Linked DNA regions of Sus scrofa: all the other regions are linked to region 3. Evidence: chromatin contacts called from public Hi-C and HiChIP or PLAC-seq data. All regions are on one chromosome and are shown on one strand. Each heading gives the region's core, a stretch centred on a gene start, on an enhancer-like site or on the middle of the called end of the contact. The rest is flanking DNA. Distances are from core to core; before and after follow the strand shown. Region 1 holds the start of ARFGEF2 (brefeldin A-inhibited guanine nucleotide-exchange protein 2). Region 2 overlaps PREX1 (phosphatidylinositol 3,4,5-trisphosphate-dependent Rac exchanger 1 protein). Region 3 holds the start of SULF2 (extracellular sulfatase Sulf-2).

What was found. A called contact is a pair of places that touch in the nucleus more often than the background predicts. HiChIP or PLAC-seq counts read pairs in DNA pulled down with a chosen protein or histone mark.
Region 1: a contact with region 3 is called in a Hi-C map of epiblast stem cells, with 2.1 times the contacts expected there. The contact joins the promoter of ARFGEF2 here to the promoter of SULF2 in region 3. A contact is called at or near these places in 1 of 5 promoter capture datasets (fetal skeletal muscle), 3 of 47 Hi-C or Micro-C datasets (embryonic fibroblasts, epiblast stem cells and subcutaneous adipose tissue) and 1 of 2 datasets of contacts at active chromatin or transcription factors (alveolar macrophages).
Region 2: a contact with region 3 is called in an H3K27ac HiChIP or PLAC-seq map of alveolar macrophages. The contact joins the enhancer-like site here to the promoter of SULF2 in region 3. A contact is called at or near these places in 7 of 47 Hi-C or Micro-C datasets (embryonic fibroblasts, fetal skeletal muscle, mesenteric adipose tissue and 3 more) and 1 of 2 datasets of contacts at active chromatin or transcription factors (alveolar macrophages).

Annotation. Positions count from the first base shown.
Region 1 is chr17:50,630,042-50,633,285 of Sscrofa11.1, reverse strand. ARFGEF2 (brefeldin A-inhibited guanine nucleotide-exchange protein 2) reads right to left here and starts at 1,442. Exons shown (of 39, transcript XM_003483981.4): 1 at 1,135-1,442. The coding sequence starts at 1,255.
Region 2 is chr17:50,363,550-50,366,840 of Sscrofa11.1, reverse strand. PREX1 (phosphatidylinositol 3,4,5-trisphosphate-dependent Rac exchanger 1 protein) reads left to right here. Exons shown (of 40, transcript XM_021078040.1): 31 at 1,068-1,109; 32 at 2,111-2,328. Among named protein-coding and RNA genes, the nearest start is that of PREX1, 190 kb to the left of the region's middle. Within about 2 kb of position 1,725, at least 2 of the 83 cell types and tissues checked have an H3K27ac peak or open chromatin away from gene starts, as enhancers often do. A contact at or near this core is called in alveolar macrophages and retroperitoneal adipose tissue, where this site is marked.
Region 3 is chr17:49,803,823-49,807,295 of Sscrofa11.1, reverse strand. SULF2 (extracellular sulfatase Sulf-2) reads left to right here and starts at 2,178. Exons shown (of 21, transcript XM_021077816.1): 1 at 2,178-2,908.

The DNA of each region.
Region 1 (3,244 bases), core at 193-2,692, 830 kb before region 3:
TGTGAAGCCAATTCCTGTCAAAGGTGTAGATTCTCACTGCCTAGAACTCTCTTTTTCTGAAATTCCACATGGTGGACACCTCCTGCCTTCCAATACTTGGCCCAAATGTCACCTCCTCAGAAAGGATTACTTTCTTGAGGACCCTATGAAAAGCAATCCTCCGACTGCCTCTTGATCACATCTTGCTCTTTTCTTTTACTTTTACAAAAGTAATTCCTTAAAAGTTACTTTTACAAAAGTACTTAGTATTCAAAAATGTCTGATAATTTTTAAATTTACTTAGTCTCACCGATTAAAGTCTAAGCTCTTTTAAGGCCAAATACCTTGTCTGTATAGTACCCCACTGTATCTTGCTACACAAGGTGGGCATTTGATAAATATATGCTGAATGACTGAAACTAAAAGATGTTGATGTTGGAATCAATCATCAAGGTTTTCAACAAGCTATGAATCAGAGTTCTCTCCCTCTTTCAGTAATCTGTGGGTCCATACAATCAGCATCTACTGTGTGCTAGGCACTGTTGTGGGTGCAGGGGATCCAGCGGTGAATAAAAGACAAATATTTCTGTCCTCACAGACCCTCTATTTTACCGGACCGCCCGGAATGAGCAGATCCTTTGCACACCACGATACCTGGGAGGTGCAGGATAACCCTCTACATTGCCTTCTGGAGGGAGTTATGGGCGATCCTCAAATGAAAGGAAAACATTCATCATTTGGGCACTTTCAAAGCAGGTCTCAGGGGTTTCCCTAAACTAGTTGGGCAGCTCTTTCCACCTGCTCTGCTTACATGGGGGAACTCGAACCAGCAAAACCCAGGTAAAGAAAAAACTTAGAGCAAGGGCTGCTGCTTCTGCGGGTGGTGAGGGAAGGAACAGGAAACAGGAGGGCAAGAAGTCGTGGCAAAAACCCTGGGCTGGGACCCTGGAGACCCAGCCCTGGCTGTCACCAACTTGCTAGGTGACCTTGGGCCAGTCTCGAGCTACCGGGGCATCAGTTTCCCCTGGGGGTATAATGAGGAGGCCAGGAAGGTAGGATTCAGGGTCAGGGGGAAGTGACGCCCAGAAGGCCGGGTGGGGTAACGGCCGGTGTGGGGAGGCCGGCGCGGGGGCCGGGCCGGGGCGGCTCACCCACCGAGCGCCACCTGGCAGGCCCTGCGCAGCTGGGAGTGCTGGGGCCGCTTCACCTCCTTGTCGGCTAGAATCTTCTCCAGGGCCCGAGACACGAACATGCTCTTGGTCTGGCTCTCCTGCATGGCCCCGGCCCGGCGGGGGCTGGCAGCCCCGCGGGCGAGCGGCGCAAGCGGGCGGGCGGGCGAGCGAGGCAGCGGGCCCGGCGTCCAGGACGGCACCAGCCGCGTCCGTCCGCACCGCCCAGTCAGGAAGCGACGCCGCGGCCCCACGGCGCCGCCATGTTGGAGCGCATCACGTGACTACGTGACTGGCGGGGCCGCGGCTGCGTCCGTGGACCCCGTGACCCCCTAGAGGGCGGGGCCTATGGCTGGGGGCGGGGCGGGGCGGGCCCAGGTGGGCGAGGCGGTGGGGCTAATAGTGGAGGAAGGCAGGGGAAAAGTTGGAAGGTGAGGAGGTAAAGAAGAGAGGCAATAAGGGAGTCAGAGGAGGTGAGGAGGAAAGAGGAAGCTAGGGGGTTGGAAGAGCAGGTGAGATGGTGAGGAGGGGAGGCTCCAAGGTCGGGGAGAAATTGGGGCGGGGGAAGGGAGGTGGAGATGGGGAGAGAGGCGGGGGAAGGGGAGGGTTCAGGAGAAGCGCGGGGCGGGGGAAGAAGAGAGGAGAGGCAGGAAGAAGGGGAGCTTAGGAGGAGGGGGCTGAGGAATAGAATGGAAAAAGAGATGGTGTGGGAGGGAGGTGAAGGGAAGGAGGTGAGAAAGATAAGAAAACAGCCTGGGAGAGGGAGAGCACAAAGGAAGGGGTGGAGGGAAAGGGCTGGAGGAAGGGAGGGAGATTAAAAGGAGGTGTATTGGAGTTCCCGTCGTGGCTCAGCGCTCAACAACTAGTATCTATGAGGACCTGGGTTCGACCCCTGGCCTCGCTCAGCGGGTTAAGGATCTGGCATTGCGGTGGGCTGTGGCGTAGGTCGCAGACACAGCTCAGATCCCGCATTGCTGTGGCTGGGGCTGTAGGCCAGCAGCTACAGCTCCAATTTGACCCCTAGCCCGGGGACCTCCGTATGCCATGAGTGTGGCCTTAAAAAGACAAAAATAAATAAATAAATAAATAAATAAATAAATAAATAAATAAAGGAGGTGTATTCATGCACACTCCCAAAACAGGATTTCGCCACCCCCGTGGCAAGACAACCACTTGTCTTCCATTCAACCCTCCCATCACTGGAATAGAGCTGAGTCCTGGTATCCAGTCCAGTGAACGTCTGTGCTTCTGGTGCCACATCTGTGCATGATGCTGCTGGGAAAAACCACTCTGACTGCACCTCCCCGTGGAGTGTGTCCATCTATTTTCATAAAGCTGTGGTTCCTCCCAGTGCAGTGTGTGAGGCAGGGGGGCATTTGGGGGCAGGGGGCATCAGAAAGGGAAGAAACAGAGATGGCCAGTGTCACACAGCCTGCCAGTGAGGGTAAGGAGACAGGTATTCTGGCCCCAGGGGCACCCTCCACTCCCCGCCACTGCCACTGATAGCACCACACCCTTGGTCCTGTCTGCCCGTGCCCTTCCTTTCATGCGGCCCACCTGCTCCAAGGGAGCTGCCATGCTGTTGGGCTCCTGCAAGAACAGTGTCTTTTGCAAGGACAGTGTCTTGGAATCTCGGAAACTTGTGACACAGACACACTCCAATGCACAGGTCTCAGCTCAAGAATCTCAGGGAGGCCCTCTCTCCCTACAGCACATTCTGACCTTTTTCACTGTTGATTTGTTTTGTCCTCTGCCTCCGGTGTGGGCTGCAGAGGGACAGGCTGCATCCCCAGGGCCTGGTCCAAAGCAAGGGAGAGGTTTGATGGCCATAAATTCCATTGCTGTCGTGTAGCTTTGCAGCTCCTCCTGTCGAGAAGTGAAGTCTATTTCTCCACCCCCCGTGACTTGCCTTGACCAATAGATTATGGTGGAAAGAAGGGTGAGCTCTCCCAGAACCAAGGGATCTTGAGGCTTTTAGATGTGCAGAAGCAACTAGAAGAAATAGCACATGGAGAGAAAAGCCCATTATCCCAGTGCTCCCAGCCGAGCCCAGTCCCAGCCAATCTACCAGCTGAATTTCACAGCTGGTGAGACCA
Region 2 (3,291 bases), core at 476-2,975, 560 kb before region 3:
GGTGGAGGAGGGGTGCCTTCCAATCCGCGTGGTTCCCACCACGCCCTGCGGCCTGGGCTCTGCATTACCTGCCTGGCCCTTGGCAGCATTTGAACCTGGAACTCCTGAGTTAGAAGGACCCAGGCCAGGGAGACATTTAACCAGGTCAGCTAGGCCATGACCCCAGGAACAGCACCCTCTGAGTAGGAGGGGACATCTTTGCTGGCCCTGAGCTGTCCTATTTTCCAAACTGCCATTGGTTAAGAGCATAGGCTCTGGAGCCAGATGGCCAGTGCTGGAACCCCAGCTCTCCCACTTATTGGCTGTGTGACCTTGGCAAGTTCCTTGACTTCTCTGTGCCTCAGTCTCTTCATGGGTTCACAAGGCTACCCCCCTCAGGGTTCTCGTGAGAATTAAATGAGCCAATGCAAAGAAGATGCTTAGCGCCCTGCCTGGCGCTGGTAAATCTCAGTGAGTGCACGTGGCTGTTGTCACCACACCCAGCCCTGCGTCTTGGCGCCTCCCCAGGACAGAATGTATTTCCAGAGGCCAAATCCAGAAGCCTTTCAGATTTTTCTTTTAAGCCCCTTCTGGGCCCAAGGGCCTTTATTTGAAGGAAGGAGACCAGGATGTGAGACCTGCATCTGGCAGGTGTGAGCTTTGTCTCCACGCGGGTAGGGCTTGGCCGTGTAGGATGTGACTACTGAGCATGCGTGTGAACGTATGTGACCTGAGTGGGCGCCCACGTGAATGTACATAGGTGTGTCAGTGTGTGCCCATGCACAGGTACAAGGTGCAGCTGGGGGGCTCTGGCCCAGGAGTTGGAGGGGTGGGTTTCAGTCCCCGTTTGGCGGGTGTATGTAAACAGGTGGGGTGCAGCTCACAGTTGAGCTTCCATCCCCCGAGGTCTGGGGGTTTCTGGAATCCGCCCAACGTCAATCAAAGCTTCTTGAGCATGACTGTGTGTACCCACTGTCACCACTGAGGAGTCAGAGCCCGAGGGCTGTGGGGAGGGCCCAGCTCTGTTCCCTCCTGCTCACCGCTCACTGCTCTCATCCCATCTCCCTTCTCGGTCCTTCTCCTTCCAGATGGAAAGAACCAGCTGCTCCTGGCCTTGCTGAAATGCACAGGTGAGGGCTTTTGGAAGGGCACCTGTGGTGTGCACCCACTCACGGCTGCTGGCTCTCATGACTGCAGCCCAGGGAGGCCTCTGCTGGCCAAGGTTGACCTTCCTGAGGTCATTGGGGCCTGCACGGGGGAGGCAACACGGTGGCCTCTTGCTCCTCCAAGAACTCCTTAGACCTCACTTCTTCCCCTTGTGTCCAGGGGACCAGTCTCAGGGTCCCGGAGCCAGCAGCAATGTCTCTTGCCGCCTCCCAGGCCTTGGCGATCGGGACGGGGACACGGGATAGTGCACCCTTGATTAGGGAGGCTCTTCCCTCAGCTGGGGGCTTCCTCCCCAGCAGACAGAGGGGAGCAGGGGGGTTCATGGTGGGCGAGGACAGTCTTGGAACATTGGAGGTGTTTTCAGACCCTCCTTTCCTTCCAGAAGTTCTCAGACAAGCAGCAGCTAGAATAGGATTGAGGTCAGAATCGTCTGAAAACCCATGGCCAGATTCAGTCATTGAAAATAATCCCTTCCAGGAGGTTGGGACCCTGAATGACTGCCCCCAGTTGGCCAGTCCTGGAAATCATGTCACGAGCAGGCGGCAGGGAAGTGGGGGTGGAGGGCATGACGGGAAGAAGACGTAGTTGTCAAAATAGAGGAAGCGGTAAACTGCATTTCCTAAAACATGGAGCTTGGCATCACTGTCATTCTCAGGCAAGGCCGAGAAATTTCCTAACAAATGGAGAAACAGCTGAGGGTCAGGGTTTGGGGAGAGCCTTTGGAAAATTACAAGTTTTTTTTTTTTTTTTTAAATAGGCAGACGGGTCATTCAGAGTTGAGTTTCTTAGCAAATTGGCTTGATTTTGGAGAGTTGATGTTTATGGAATTGGCCTTGGGGCCTGGGATGAATTAATTTTGGCAGGTTGGCCCCAGAGAGGTGGTTGGGTCTGGGAAAGGGGGCGTTTCTGGGCCCTGAGGTCACAGGAGCCCTGCCCGGCGGGGTCCTGCCCCCTCTGCCCACAGACACAGAGCTGCAGCTGCGAAGGGACAGCATCTTCTGCCAGGCCCTGGTGGCCGCCGTGTGTACCTTCTCTGAGCAGCTGCTGGCAGCCCTGAGCTACCGCTACAACAACAACGGCGAGTACGAGGAGAGCGGCCGGGACGCCAGCCGCAAGTGGCTGGAGCAGGTGGCGGCCACCGGTGTCCTCCTGCACTGCCAGTCCCTGCTCTCGCCAGCCGTGGTGAGTAGGGGAGGGGGCGGGCTTGCTCACCCAGTTCATTCATTCAGCAGTTATTTATCCAGCGCCACTGTTACAGGCCCTGGGGACCCAACAAGGGACAAAACAGAGAGGTTTTGTAGGTGGTCTTATATCCTAGTTTTGGGAGGCAGACATAAGCAAGTGAGGAAGAGGAATGGTATAGACCAGTGGTTGTTACCAGGACAGTTTTACCCCTGGGGACACTCAGCAGTGTCTGGGGGCATTTTGGGTTGTCACAACTACGGGAAGGGGTCGGGGGCTACTGGTGTCTGGTGTGTAGAGCCAAGAATGCTGCTAAACCCCCTGCAGCACACAGGATGCTCAGCCCGCCCCCCAGCACAGTTACCTGCCCCAGGTGTCAAGAGTGCTGCAGTTGAGAAACCCTCATACTTAGTGATAAGGGGAAAAATTAAGCTGGGAAGAGAATGAGAAGGTCTGGGGTGGTGGCAGTTGAAAGTTTCCATAAGGCAGCCAGTGAGGGCCTCCCTGAGAAGGTGACATCTGACCTAAGTGCAGGAGGGGAGGGCTGAGCCAGGAGGACACAGGGGAGGAGCCTTCCAGGCAGAGCAGCAGCTGCAAAGGCCCTGAGGCAGGAACTTGCACACAGTGTTTGGGACACAGTGAGGTGCCCATTGTGGCTGCAACAGAGCCAGGGGAGGGGAGGAGGGAGGGGAGTCCTCACTGGGGTCTGACTGTGCGGGTCTCACCGGCTGTGGTTGGAGTTTGGCCGTTACTCTGAGTGGGTGGGAGCCGGGGCAGGTTTTGAGCAGAGGAGGTCCAGGATCTGACTTTGACACTTAAAGGATCCTGCAGGCTGTGACGTGGGGAAGCTGGGAGGCCAGTGAGCAGGCTTCTGTGATCATCCAGGTGTACTTCCTCGGTGCCTATAGCATCTCGTGGAGTCCTCGAAGTGGCCCCAAGGCAGGTGCTTACCACCTGCGCAGT
Region 3 (3,473 bases), core at 929-3,428:
GCGCCCCCCCCCAGTGCCACCCCCCAGTCATGGCTGAGCCACTTCCAAGGCTGGGGGGCTACTGGGCCCCTGAGGCCCCTCGTGTTTCCCAGGCAGACACTGGGCTCCCAAAAGGAGCTGGAGGTCCCCACCTGCCTGCAGAGAACCTGGAAAACTTAGGCTGAGGCCTCGGACCCAGAGAACCGTGGGTTGGCTGAGAATTTTGGGGGTAAATGTGGCCAGAGGGCCTTTTGCAGACCCTCTGACCCTGTGAGTGTCTGAGCTGGTGAGTTAGGTCCTGACCCGAAGCCCGATCCACAGCACCTGCCTGCAGTAAACACACACATGCTTGCACACACACAGGGGTGTGTACGCACACACACAAGCACTCACAAGATCCATCTCCTTCTTCCTAACAAAGAGTAAAGGGCGAGGCACAGACTTCACCATGTTTGGCCTTTGAACAGCAACAGTAGAAAGAATAAATACCCAAAGAGATAATCAATGACACCATCTCAGCCCCGCCTCCAGCCCCAAATAGGCGACTGTGAGCTGCCTCTCATTTCCAGGTTTCCCTGATGAGACCAGGATGTGGAGAAAATAGTAGGCACAGCCCACGGAGGGACGAGGGGAGAGCTGTGTTCCTGAACGTGAGGCCTGAAAGAAGGCGGGGCATGTATGAACTTTTTTTGCAGAATTCCCCGTGACCTCTGAGAGAGTCTCCAGAACCCAAGATGCAAAGCAGGCCAAAGGCAGATCCCGTCCCCGGCAGATCTCACCTCCCTCCCCCACCCCAGGCCCCTGAGACACCCCCAAGGGGTTCTGAGGTCCCAGTTCGTTTCCTGCCACAGGAAATACATGTTCCAAAGCCAGACACAGCCTCGGGTGCGTCAAAATTCCGTTTTGTCAACTTTGTGACCCTCTACCTTTCTGAGGATCAGTTTTCTTGAAAGATGGAGAGAACCAGAGGAGATAACCTAGTGTGGGCCACAGAACCAACTAGAACGGCACTATCCCGTATGGGAGCCCCTACCCATGTGGCTGGTCCAAATGAAGAGGCGCTGTAAGTGTAAAATACACACTGGATTCCAAAGACCTAGTAAGAAAAAATAATTTGTATATCGATTACATGTTGAGTGATAATATTTGGGATATACTGGATTAAATACACTATGAAAATTAGTTTCACCTGTTTCTTTTTTAATGCAGCCACTAGAACTTTATTTATTTTTTATTTTTGTCTTTTGTGTTTCTAGGGCCACACCCGTGACATATGGAGGTTCCCAGGCTAGGGGTCAAATCAGAGCGACAGTTGCTGGCCTACGCCACAGCCAGGCGGATCCAAGCCATGTCTGTGACCCACACCATAGCTCACGGCAACGCCAGATGCTTAACCCACTGAGCGAGGCCAGGGATCGAACCTGCAACTCATGGATACTAGTTGGGTTCATTAACCCCTGAGCCACGACGGGAACTCCTAGAACATTTTAAATTACATACATAGCTAGCTTTGTACTTGCCCTGGACAGCACCATACGAGAGGTTCCGCAGCAGAGATGTCCCTTTGCAAAGAGGAGGCAGAACGGGTGAATCAAGAAGCCTCAGGTTTTGTTCCCAGGAAACCAGAGGACAGCTGATCAGCAGCCTCAGTGGTCCTGAAAGGTGGGCACCAGAATCTCATTTGGAAAAGCAAGTTCCAGATTTTTCTGATTTACTTAGACTGTAAATGATCTGCAGTAGCTAAGGGAGATTATGGGGAGAGTCCAAAGCCCCCGACAGGGTCAGGACACTCAATTTGCATGTCAGATAAACAACAAGAATTTTTTAGTGTAAATATATCCTCATGCACCTTCTGCATTTTTATCTACTCAATATGACGACCCCAGCGAGCATGAAAGACCACAGCAGAGAAAGAAGCAGCTGTGTAGGAAAGTAACAATGGCCTGGGAATTAAAAACATGACTCTGGAGCCAAGCATCTTGGGTTCGAGTGCTGAGTCTACCACTTACCTTTGGGTGACCTTGAGCCAGTTATTTAACCTCTCTGTGACTTGGTCTCCACATCTGTAACCTGGGTATAATGATACTTAGCTTGTAAGAGTGTTACTAGGTTTAAATCCCTTACTCTGCCTGCAAGTACCCTTCTCTGCAGCTGAAACTGTTTTCCCTTAGCAACTGAGCGGGGTTTTCTGCAGCTACTAGTTGGTTCTCTGCCAGCTCATTGCCCACCGCTGTCAGCCCTGTCCCCCTCCAGGCCTCTCCTGGGACGCTGGGGACAGTGGAAAGCACGGTGGACAGCACCACCTTGAGTCGAATTCCTCCCCTCTCGAGGAAGCCGGTGTCTCCTCCTTTCTTTCCTATTCCCGGACCATTTCTGGGCAACGGCAGCTCTTTTCACGTGAGCTCAAGTTAATGTCTCAGGGAGCTTCCTGGGCGCGTGGGCAGTTCACCCTGCGATCTAGCTGCCCGCCCGGCCTCGAGCCGGCGTCTCCAAAGGGAAACGTGTGTGGTTAGAGGCGAGCGCCGGCTTTCAGCGAAGGCGGTCGAGTGTTTGCAGACCGGGGTGAGCCCTTGTGACAGCAGATAAAAGAAAACATTTATTAACGTGTCATTACGAGGGAGCGCCCGTCCGGACTGTTGCACGCCCCGCGGAACACTTGGCTCCTTCCAGCTCAGAGGCAGGAGAAAAAGAAAGCGGAAAAGAGGCAGGATTCTTTCTCTTCGTTCCAGCCAAGTGGACCTGATCGATGGCCCTCCTGACTTTATTGTGATTTCTGCTTTATTAGAGATGCCCTCCTCGTGTGTGTGTGTTACACACGCACGCACGGCTCTGGCCCGCGTCCCTCCCTCATTTCCAGCTCCTGGGCGAATCGAATCCCACAGCTGTTTCAACTCTCCGCCGAGGGCGAGCGGGCGCGAGTGTGTGTCGGGTGAGTGTGCGTCTGTGTCCCGGCGAGGGTGCGCGCTCGGCGCCGGGAGCGCGGCCAGCGGGGTCCCGAGGCATCGGGAGGCGGAGTGCCGTCCGGACCCCCCGCTCTCCGCCACTGCCCCGTCCGGGGCTGGACTTCGGGGCCGGAACCGGGCGCCGGGGGCAGCAGGGCCAGCCGGGCCGCCAGTCCTTCCAGCCAGAGGTAAAGCGCTGGCACGCGGGGGGCGCGGGGAGGGCGCCGCCGTGGGTCCCCGGGGCCCCCGCCGCTCTCCGCCCCGGCGCGCGCTCGGCTCCCCCGCGCGGAGGCCGGCGGCCGGCAGGCAGGCGGGGGGCCGGACCCCGGCGGTGCCAAGGCGTTGGGGCGCTGCGAGAGCCGCCCGGGCGGGGCGCGGACCCGGACTTTGGCGAGGGCGGCGTGCCGGGGCGGGGGCCGGGGGCGGCGGCGGCGGAGAGGCGGGAGGAGGCGGAGGGAGGGGAGGAGGAGCAGTAGCAGCAGCAGCACTCGCCGGGGATGCAGCAGCAGCAGCGGCGGTGGCGGCGGCAGCAGCAGCAGGCGGCGGCGGCGC